2 separate regions of the Mus musculus genome follow, and region 2 is linked to region 1. Evidence: chromatin contacts called from public Hi-C data. All regions are on one chromosome and are shown on one strand. Each heading gives the region's core, a stretch centred on a gene start, on an enhancer-like site or on the middle of the called end of the contact. The rest is flanking DNA. Distances are from core to core; before and after follow the strand shown. Region 1 holds the start of Tomm6os (translocase of outer mitochondrial membrane 6, opposite strand). Region 2 holds the start of Hdgfl2 (HDGF like 2).

Region 1 (4,131 bases), core at 1,312-3,811:
AGGCCTGTGGCCAGGGCCTCATAAACCTCATCTACTTCTACCACGAGGGGCACCTGTACTGTGGCCGTCATCATGCGGAGCTCTTACGACCTCGATGTCCAGCTTGTGACCAGGTAGAGTACCAAGAGGAGGCACTAGGGGAGTTCCCAGGAACACACAGGGACAAGGAACAGGCTGCAGGCTCATCAGAACTAGGAACCAGCCAGGGCCACCCCATTCCCTTTTGTTCTCTTGAGGTATGGGCCTGTGGGACCTGACCTGTTGCCTTTATTTATCTCTCTCTCTCTCTTCCCCAGTTCGAGCAGAGGTCCTTAAATTAGTTTGGACTCAGAACGTTTCTGGATCCTTGAGCAGGTGTTTATCTCATCACTATGTCAGATGATCAATGCTGTGCTTGCCCAATTCTAGAAGGATCTTAACATCAACATGAAAGGCCGTATTGAATCTTGGGATAGGAGTTAGGGAAGCTCTGGGGTCCAACTTCGGACTGGGCCACCTGCTACGTGGACGTTCCGGCCCAAAGCCAATCACCCTCTCTGAATCCAAAAGTCACAAAGTACTTCAAATCAGAACGCCTGTGGGCATAGCGTTAATGGGTATAAGGCGTGGTTATTGGATGAATGAAAGAATGGGTGAGTGAATGAATGAATGAATGAATGAATCGGTTTCCTTTCCCTCACCCAGCTGATCTTCTCCCAGCGCTGCACTGAAGCAGAGGGACAGCGCTGGCACGAGAACCACTTCTGCTGCCAGGACTGCGCAGGGCCCCTGGATGGGGGACGTTATGCCCTGCCGGGGGGTAGCCCATGCTGCCCCAGCTGCTTCTCAAAACGCTACAGAAGTGCGGGCTCTAGCTCAGTAGGAGTAGCGGAAGGACAAGCGTCTTTTGGTAAAGGAGGGGACGGTGCAGATCTTAAGGGGAGGGAGCGGCGGCTTGGGCTGAGCATAGAAGGGGGTAATTTCCCAGATCAGAACCCTTCGCCCCATGCCTACGCTGTCCTACCCGCTCCAGCAACACCCAGTCCTCCCACCGCAACCCCCAGACGCGAGCATTGGGGCCCGCAGCTCTCACCGCGCGTCCCTGGCCTGCGAGCTCCAAAGGCCTCTTGAACCCACCCGGCGGGGCTGCGGCGCCGGACTCGCTCCCAGGCGGGGGAGGCGGTCGCCCACTGGTGGACGGAGGCGGGGGGGCCCCTGGGGTAGACTGGCGGCAGCGGTGGCGCGCACGGCACAGCCTGGGGCGGGGCGGGAGGCTGCACGCAACCCTGGCCCGCCTCTTGCACAAGGACTTGGGGGCTCTGAGATGGGCATTTCTGATGGGTTTGGAACAGAGGAAGAAGGACCCGATCCAAGCGTCGGCTGGAACCGTGCCTCCTCGGATGACAAGATCACCTCCCGAGCTGCGCTTCTCTCTGCAGTTCCCACTCTCACCCTGGAAACCCTGAATGGGGCATCCAAACGGCAGGATAGAGACGGCCCACAGACACCCGGGAGTCCCATAGAGGACAGCCCCTGCCCCACCTGCTCCTCTTCCTCTGAGTCGGAACCCGAAGGCTTTTTCTTTGGCCAGCGCCTTCCAGAGCCCTGGAAGACCCCCGAAAACCTGCAAGCAGATGACAGAGACATCTCCAGGAAGCACTGCACCATTTGTTAGTGGCGCGGCCTGGAGATCAGGGTGGTGGGATTGGGGTGGGGTGGGGTGGGGGGACTTATGTAGCGAGATAACAAGGCTGTGCTGTGTAAAGACCGGACACAGAAGGCAGCCAGGCACGCGGGATAATCCCATTGGTACTGCACGCTCTCTGACCTGAAAGACACTTTCTTGGGAGCATCCCACTGCCCAGCGCCTACAGGGTGAGCTAACCCCTATCCGCAGAGGCTGGGCTAGCCTCACCGTCATCACCTTGCTTAAACTAACTGGGTTGTAGAGCAGCACTGGGAACCGACCCCCGTCCCTGGGAGGCGGGGCCGCGGGGCTCCGCCTCCGATCAGGCGTCCTGGCTCTACGAACTCCTGGAGGAGGTGGGGGCGGGCCTTCTCGCTCATTTCTTACGCTGATCGGCGGAAGTGCGGAGATCGGAAGTTGCGCAATCGGCTTGCGACGACCCGGTGCGACGCTCGGTTGGTACGTGCTTAGTGCTGGTATGGCTTCCAGCGGAGTGACGGTGAGCGCCGCCGGGTCGGCCAGCGAGGCCTCAGAGGTTCCAGACAACGTGGGAGACTGGCTCCGCGGTGTCTTCCGCTTCGCCACCGATCGAAACGACTTCCGGAGGTAACCAAGCCCGGGCCGTCTCTGGTCCTCATAAACTTAAACTTGTATTTCCTTACCTGGTGAGTCTGGCATGCATCCCCAGAGGTTTTATCGCTTTGAGAACCTTGTGGTCTCGTGGTGGCAAAAGACACCCTGTCACGTGGCTTTCAAGGAATGACGCTCCGGGCTACAGCGATAGTTCAGACGCCAAGCCTGAGGATTTGGGATCCATGGGACCCGCCGATCCATGAGACCCGCAGGGTACAAGAAGAGACCAACCCCTGCGGGTTGTACTGACCTCCACACGTGCGCTGTGTCGCGTGCACGCGCACGCACATACACAAATTAAAGAACGTCATATTTTTAAAGAAATCGCCCTAACCTAGAAGGCAGGGAAGGGGTGCCAACGCATAAGCAAATTTTAGCCCCCGCAGAGTACTAAGTTGGCCTTGGCTTGTGTTAGTAGATGCGAACGTAAAATTCTCATGTGCATATTAGGAGGACATACCCCTGTATCAGGTGTCAGTCAGCACCTCCAGAAGGTGGTGCTGAGAGGAAACTTGCCATAGTATGTCATTAGCTGCATGAGACTCTCGGACTGTAGGGTTAATGAAATGTATTCTTGACCCAGGAACTTGATCCTCAATTTGGGACTCTTTGCTGCGGGAGTCTGGCTGGCCAGGAACTTGAGTGACATTGATTTGATGGCCCCTCAGCCAGGGGTGTAGCCAGGTAAGACTTCACTTTCCCCTGCCTATTTCAGGAATCCTAAAAGATGAAGACAGCAGTATGTTCTGTCAGCTAGTCACAGAAGTAGGGAAGATTCTTGGGGTAAAGCCTTGCCCTTGTGTTTCTAGGTGAGAGCAGTTCTCCTGTGTTTCCCCGTTTCTGATGCTGTTATCTGCTTACAGAGAATGGAACTCCTGTGTATTCAGACTTTCCAAAGACAGCCTACTGTCTGTGACCACAAGATCCTACCTGAGTGGCAGCTGAAGTTGACTCCCTCTCCTTGCCTGAACCCCCCCCCACTGCCCCCCCATCCCCCAGTGTCGGCTGAGATGTTGCCTCTGCACGGTTCTGTGTGCAGTTCCCAACTTTCTGCAGAAGATGGTCCTTGCCCTTGTCCTGAAGAGTAGTAATGGTTCTTGAAAAAGATTTCAAATAAAGCCTGCACATAAAAGACAGGTATTTTATTCTTTTAATAAGAAACTTATTACAAAAACAAGGTGTAAAAAGTCCGCTTACAAAAATCAAATAAACATGACTTGTATTTCACACTCAAGAGACAGGCATGAGCCCCAAACATGATCTGCAGTGGAGATGAAATGGGAATGGGACCACCCACTTCCCAGGGATGCACACGTGCCGCAAAGCTGATTCTTGAGCAGTTCCTACTGCTGAGTCTTCCTGTAGGAAGAAGGTGGTGGTTGTCGTTTTAGTTTGCCAGGTGGGTTCTCCAGGGACCAGGGAGGCATTGTTGGGATAGAGTGAGACCTGGTGGCAGGAGTGGACAGTGATGTGTGGGTGGAGACAAACGTGTCAGGGAGCACAAGGAAGCAGCTTCCTTCACAAACAAAGGTGCTCCCTACCCTGAAATTCACACTGGTGCTGCTGTCTGGTGTTCTTCCAGGCACGCAGAAACCAGCACAGAAAGACTCCTGTACCAGGGAACCAGGTGGCGGTAGAGACGGGGTCTCCATAGTTTCATGTAGTCAATTGACTGGGTATTTTAAAACTTTTTTTATGCACCAGCCGCTTTGGAACTGGTTGTGGGTCACAGCATGCGTCGGAAAGGATTAGTGTGTCTGGGTCATAGCTGCATGACTGTTACAGATGTTACTTAAAAAAGGAAAAAGACAAAGCAGCTTTCCTGGACCTGC
Region 2 (4,112 bases), core at 1,334-3,833, 8.4 Mb before region 1:
TGTGGGTGAACACTGAAAACCTGGAGGGGACACTTACGTTTCATGCGTTCCAAAGAAGAAGATGGGGTATTTGTTGGGTGGGGGCTTCACGGCACCATCAGCAATGTCATCAATCTGTAGTGTGAGGCAGGCTGGTCAGAGGGCTTCAGGTGTAGGCCAAGAGGCAGCTTTATCCAGACCCAGTTACCATCCAGTTACTTAGGGGGGTTTGGGGTGGGGGGAGGCACACCATGGGAAGACACAGCACCTTCCAAACACAAGTCTAGAGATCTGAACTCAGGTCCACTAAGCTATACATTATCTCCTTAGCCCCTTAATTTGGAATTAATGTTTTTCCTTTTAGACAGTCTCACTATGTAGCCTGGCTGTCCTCAAACTATGTAGACAAAGGTGGCCTGGTACTTGTCTCTGTCTCCTCAGCAATGGGGATTGGGATTGAAGGTAAGTACAACCATGCCTGGCTATGAAACCTGCACACTTATGTGCATCCTACTAACCTGTCTGCTACCCACAGTGATTATCTTTCCACCAAGAAGAAAGCTGGGCCCCCATACAGGTACTTAGGCCGAGCCAGGTCCAGTATAGTCCCCTGAAGCCCCTGGGGTGGGCCTAGGTTCAGCTTCTCCCCACTCCCGGGACTAGCCAATGACTGCCCCTCCTGGAAAAAAGGCCCAGTCTGTTCTTGTCCCAGAGGTAAATCTGGCAGCAACAGGGATGGAGATTTGGGGGAATGAGGTGGAGTGCTGAAGGAGCCAGGCCCAGAGCAACCCGGAAGTCCCACCCTCTTTGTGAAAGCCCATGGGTTCCAGCAGCTGTCAGTCACCTTCCCACAGGATGCTAGTAGCCCCTTCCCCTCCAATCAGGTGCTTGGAACTGTTCTCTCAGTGCTGGAGAAGGCTGGGAAGGGGGAAGGGACAAGAGCTTCATAGAGAGCAGAGGTAGACTAGTGAGGGCAGTGGCCAATGTAAAGTTTTGCTCCCCAGTCACCCCACTCACAGTGGGATTTCCCAGTGTTTAGCCACCCACCTCATCAACGCCGGGGGATGGCTGGATCCTCCCTAGCCTGCTCCTCAAACTCTGGTCCCTGGTGGCTGGATGCAGGATACCAGATGCAGAAGCATCCTCAAACCTGCCCTGCCGAGCCCTGCCAGGCTGCTTCTCCCAACGGTCCCACACCTCAGGAACTTATGGGGCCCTCTGGTCCTGACCTCTAGGAGTTACCTCCTGGGCTGGTTCCTGTTGAGCTTGCTCTTTGGCATCCCCATGGTAACTCCCTGCCGTATGGTCTTCCATTCCCACCCCCATGCAGACACAGCCAATCTAGCCTCTGTACTAAGACCTAGAGGCAACAAAACTCTGTTTCTATGCAACTGAACATGTGCACCAGGACTTGCAACGCTAGCCACCATCTGCACAACAAAAATTCCTTCAGTCCTGACACATGGATGCAGCTAACTTCAGCCCTGGAGTGATCTCTGTCCCAAGTCCTGGGGGCAGCAGAAGCCTTTGGGTCTCCGTGTATGTGCCAATTTTTGCCAGGGCCAGAATTCTACCACCTGCGCACCCAGGCTCTAAAAATCTACACTGCTTGACTCCAGCTTTCTCAAACAGGAAACCTCAAAGCCTCCTACCTCCAGCTTGAAGCTGCCTGTTCTCAGGTAAGCTACATACAGCCCACTGAATCCCTTTAAGGGCCGGACTCCAGGTCCCCAGAAAAGCTTTCTTCCAACCCTTGCCCTCATTTAGGTCATAGAGATAAGGTCCCTTTCCTTCCGCTGTATCCCGCTCCCCCATCCATCACGCGCAGCCTCTCTGGAAGAGACTCTTCCCATCATTTGACCCTTCCACTCCAATCCCAACGTGCCCATGTACCCTTTGAGCCCCACTACATCCCTCAGGCTCCACGACCCTGGGATCCCCTAAACGCATTTCTGACCTCTGGTACATTGGTCTCTCAGGCCCTGGACACCAAACCAAGTGACACAGGTTCCGGAGGAGGTCAAGGCTAGCACCACGGCCGTTCTCTGCAGGACTGTGGGTCTCTGAGACTCAGGACCTCACCATGCAGGTTACTCAGACCAAAACATTGCCACACCTCAATTCCAAAGGACCACGGGTCAGAGCCAGGATCCGGAACAGCGGAACACAAGTCCCTCAGACCAGGGACCTCCCCGAAGACGCACCAGACCCCAGGCACTGTGGTCCCGGAGGAAGGAGATTCCTCAACTCCAGAAAACCACAGTGCAGTCACCTGAGCCAGCAGCCCCAACCTCTCCTCAGCCTCCATTCCAGCCTCCCCGCGCGCGCCCGCCCGCCCGCCCGCCCGCGGCCCCTCTGCTCGGGGCCGCCAACTCCGCCGGGCCCGTCCACTCCACGCGCGGCCTCACCCGGGCCGGCCAGTGCGGGTAGCCCTTCATCTTGGCAAACACCAAGTCCCCGGGCTTGAAGGCGTGCGGCATGCTGTCGGCGGAGGCCCAGGCCGCGGGAAGCAGCAACGGCGGTGAGAGGCGAAGTCAGAGGCGGGAGTCGGACGCCTGAGGGGCGGAGGCGTCCGCACGGGCCGCCGGCCGGCGTCTACTTATTGGGTTCAGCACGACCGGAAGTCCCGCCCTCCCTTGGCTAGGGGCCGCCGTCGCCGTCGCTCATGACCACAGAGACGCGCGCGGGCCAATAAAGGGAGGGGTTGGATCAGAGCTAGTTAACGGGATTGGATAACGGAGCAGAAGCCAAGGGCGTGGACTAGGAGCCAGTGGGTGGGGCGGAGGGTGTCGGAGGTAAAAGACGAAAGGTTTAAGCGGCTACTGGGTGGAGCCTAGAGAGGAATGATGGGCGGGGCTTAGGTTGGGGATCGCTCAGGGGCGTGGCTCGCAGTCAGGATGTGGGGCGGGGTGAAGGGCATTAGACGAATTAGACGCAAAACGGACAGGGGCTTGACAGGGGCGTGGCTTAAGAGCTGCATGAGGCAGTGGCCTGTGGGTGAAAGGAAGACTGAAACTAATGACAAGCAGTGATGGGGCGGGGCCTAGCGAGGCCGGAACATACATAACAGTACTGAACAGGCCTTTGGACTCGGCCAGACGAAATATAAACAACCAATCAGCGTAGAAGACGGATTAACGACAGCCTTCCAAAAGGGCATCAGTGCAACTATGAAGCCCATTGGCTATAGCTCGACCAATGGCTGGACATGAAGACAAGTTCCACAGAACTCAGCAAACTCCCGCCAGGAGTTGGCAGAGGAAGGGGCGGTGATCAAGAAAGGTCAGGGCTGAGAAGGGGGCGGGACAGAGCTCACTTGTTTACTTTCATTATTTAAAATTTTTTTCTTTTTTTGTTGTCTATAATACATTACATATTTTCACTTTATACTTACAGCACCTTTATACTTTGACATTTTGCATTTTAATTATTCTTTTTGTTGTTGTTTTTTTGAGACAGGGTTTCTCTGTGTAGCCCTGGCTGTCCTGGAACTCACTCTGTGGACCAGGCTGGCCTGGACCTCAGAAATCCGCCTGCCTCTGCCTCCCAAGTGCTGGGATTAAAGGCGTGCGCCATCACTGCCCAGCCATTTTAATTATTCTTAATTTTATTTGGAGACAGGGTCTCACTCTGCTGTCCTCACTGGTGAGTGGGGGGTGGGGACAACTCCTTATATAGACCAGACTGGCTTCGAACTCACAGATGTACTCTTGCCTCTGTCTCCCCAGCTCTGGATCAAACATGTGTGCCACCGTGCCCTGCCTTAAAAATCTGTGTGCTGCCGGGCAGTGGTGGCTCACGCCTTTAATCCCAGCACTTGGGAGGCAGAGGCAGGCAGATTTCTGAGTTCGAAGCCAGCCCGGTCTACAGAGTGAGTTCCAGGACAGCCAAGGCTATACAGAGAAACCCTGCCTCGAAAAACAAAAACAAAACAAAACAAAACAAATCTGCGTGCTATGTGTGGGCATGCACGCACATGCTACAGCGTGTGTAGAAATCAGAGGACAGCTTTGTGGAGCCCACCACTCATTTTTTTTTCACCTGAGGCTTACGGGGAAAGTAATTCACTCGATGAGCCATTTCACTAGCCATATTTACTTTACTTAAATGTATACTGATCTTAGTAGTTGTTT

The links. A called contact is a pair of places that touch in the nucleus more often than the background predicts.
Region 2: a contact with region 1 is called in a Hi-C map of CD8 T cells, with 5 times the contacts expected there. The contact joins the promoter of Hdgfl2 here to the promoter of Tomm6os in region 1.

The regions. Positions count from the first base shown.
Region 1 is chr17:47,686,040-47,690,170 of GRCm38.p6, reverse strand. It overlaps Tomm6os (translocase of outer mitochondrial membrane 6, opposite strand), which reads right to left and starts at 2,561. Exons shown (of 3, transcript NR_045945.1): 1 at 2,054-2,561; 2 at 1,522-1,603; 3 at 1-1,441. Gm20517 (predicted gene 20517) reads right to left here. Exons shown (of 9, transcript NR_157366.1): 9 at 3,432-4,131. It overlaps Usp49 (ubiquitin specific peptidase 49), which reads right to left. Exons shown (of 7, transcript NM_198421.2): 7 at 3,432-4,131. It overlaps Tomm6 (translocase of outer mitochondrial membrane 6), which reads left to right and starts at 1,785. Exons shown (of 3, transcript NM_025365.3): 1 at 1,785-2,272; 2 at 2,883-2,983; 3 at 3,163-3,526. The coding sequence starts at 2,145. The coding sequence ends at 2,979. It also overlaps Prickle4 and a transcript of Frs3 not described here.
Region 2 is chr17:56,078,102-56,082,213 of GRCm38.p6, reverse strand. It overlaps Hdgfl2 (HDGF like 2), which reads right to left and starts at 2,583. Exons shown (of 16, transcript NM_008233.4): 1 at 2,388-2,583; 2 at 38-114. The coding sequence starts at 2,459. It also overlaps a transcript of Ubxn6 not described here.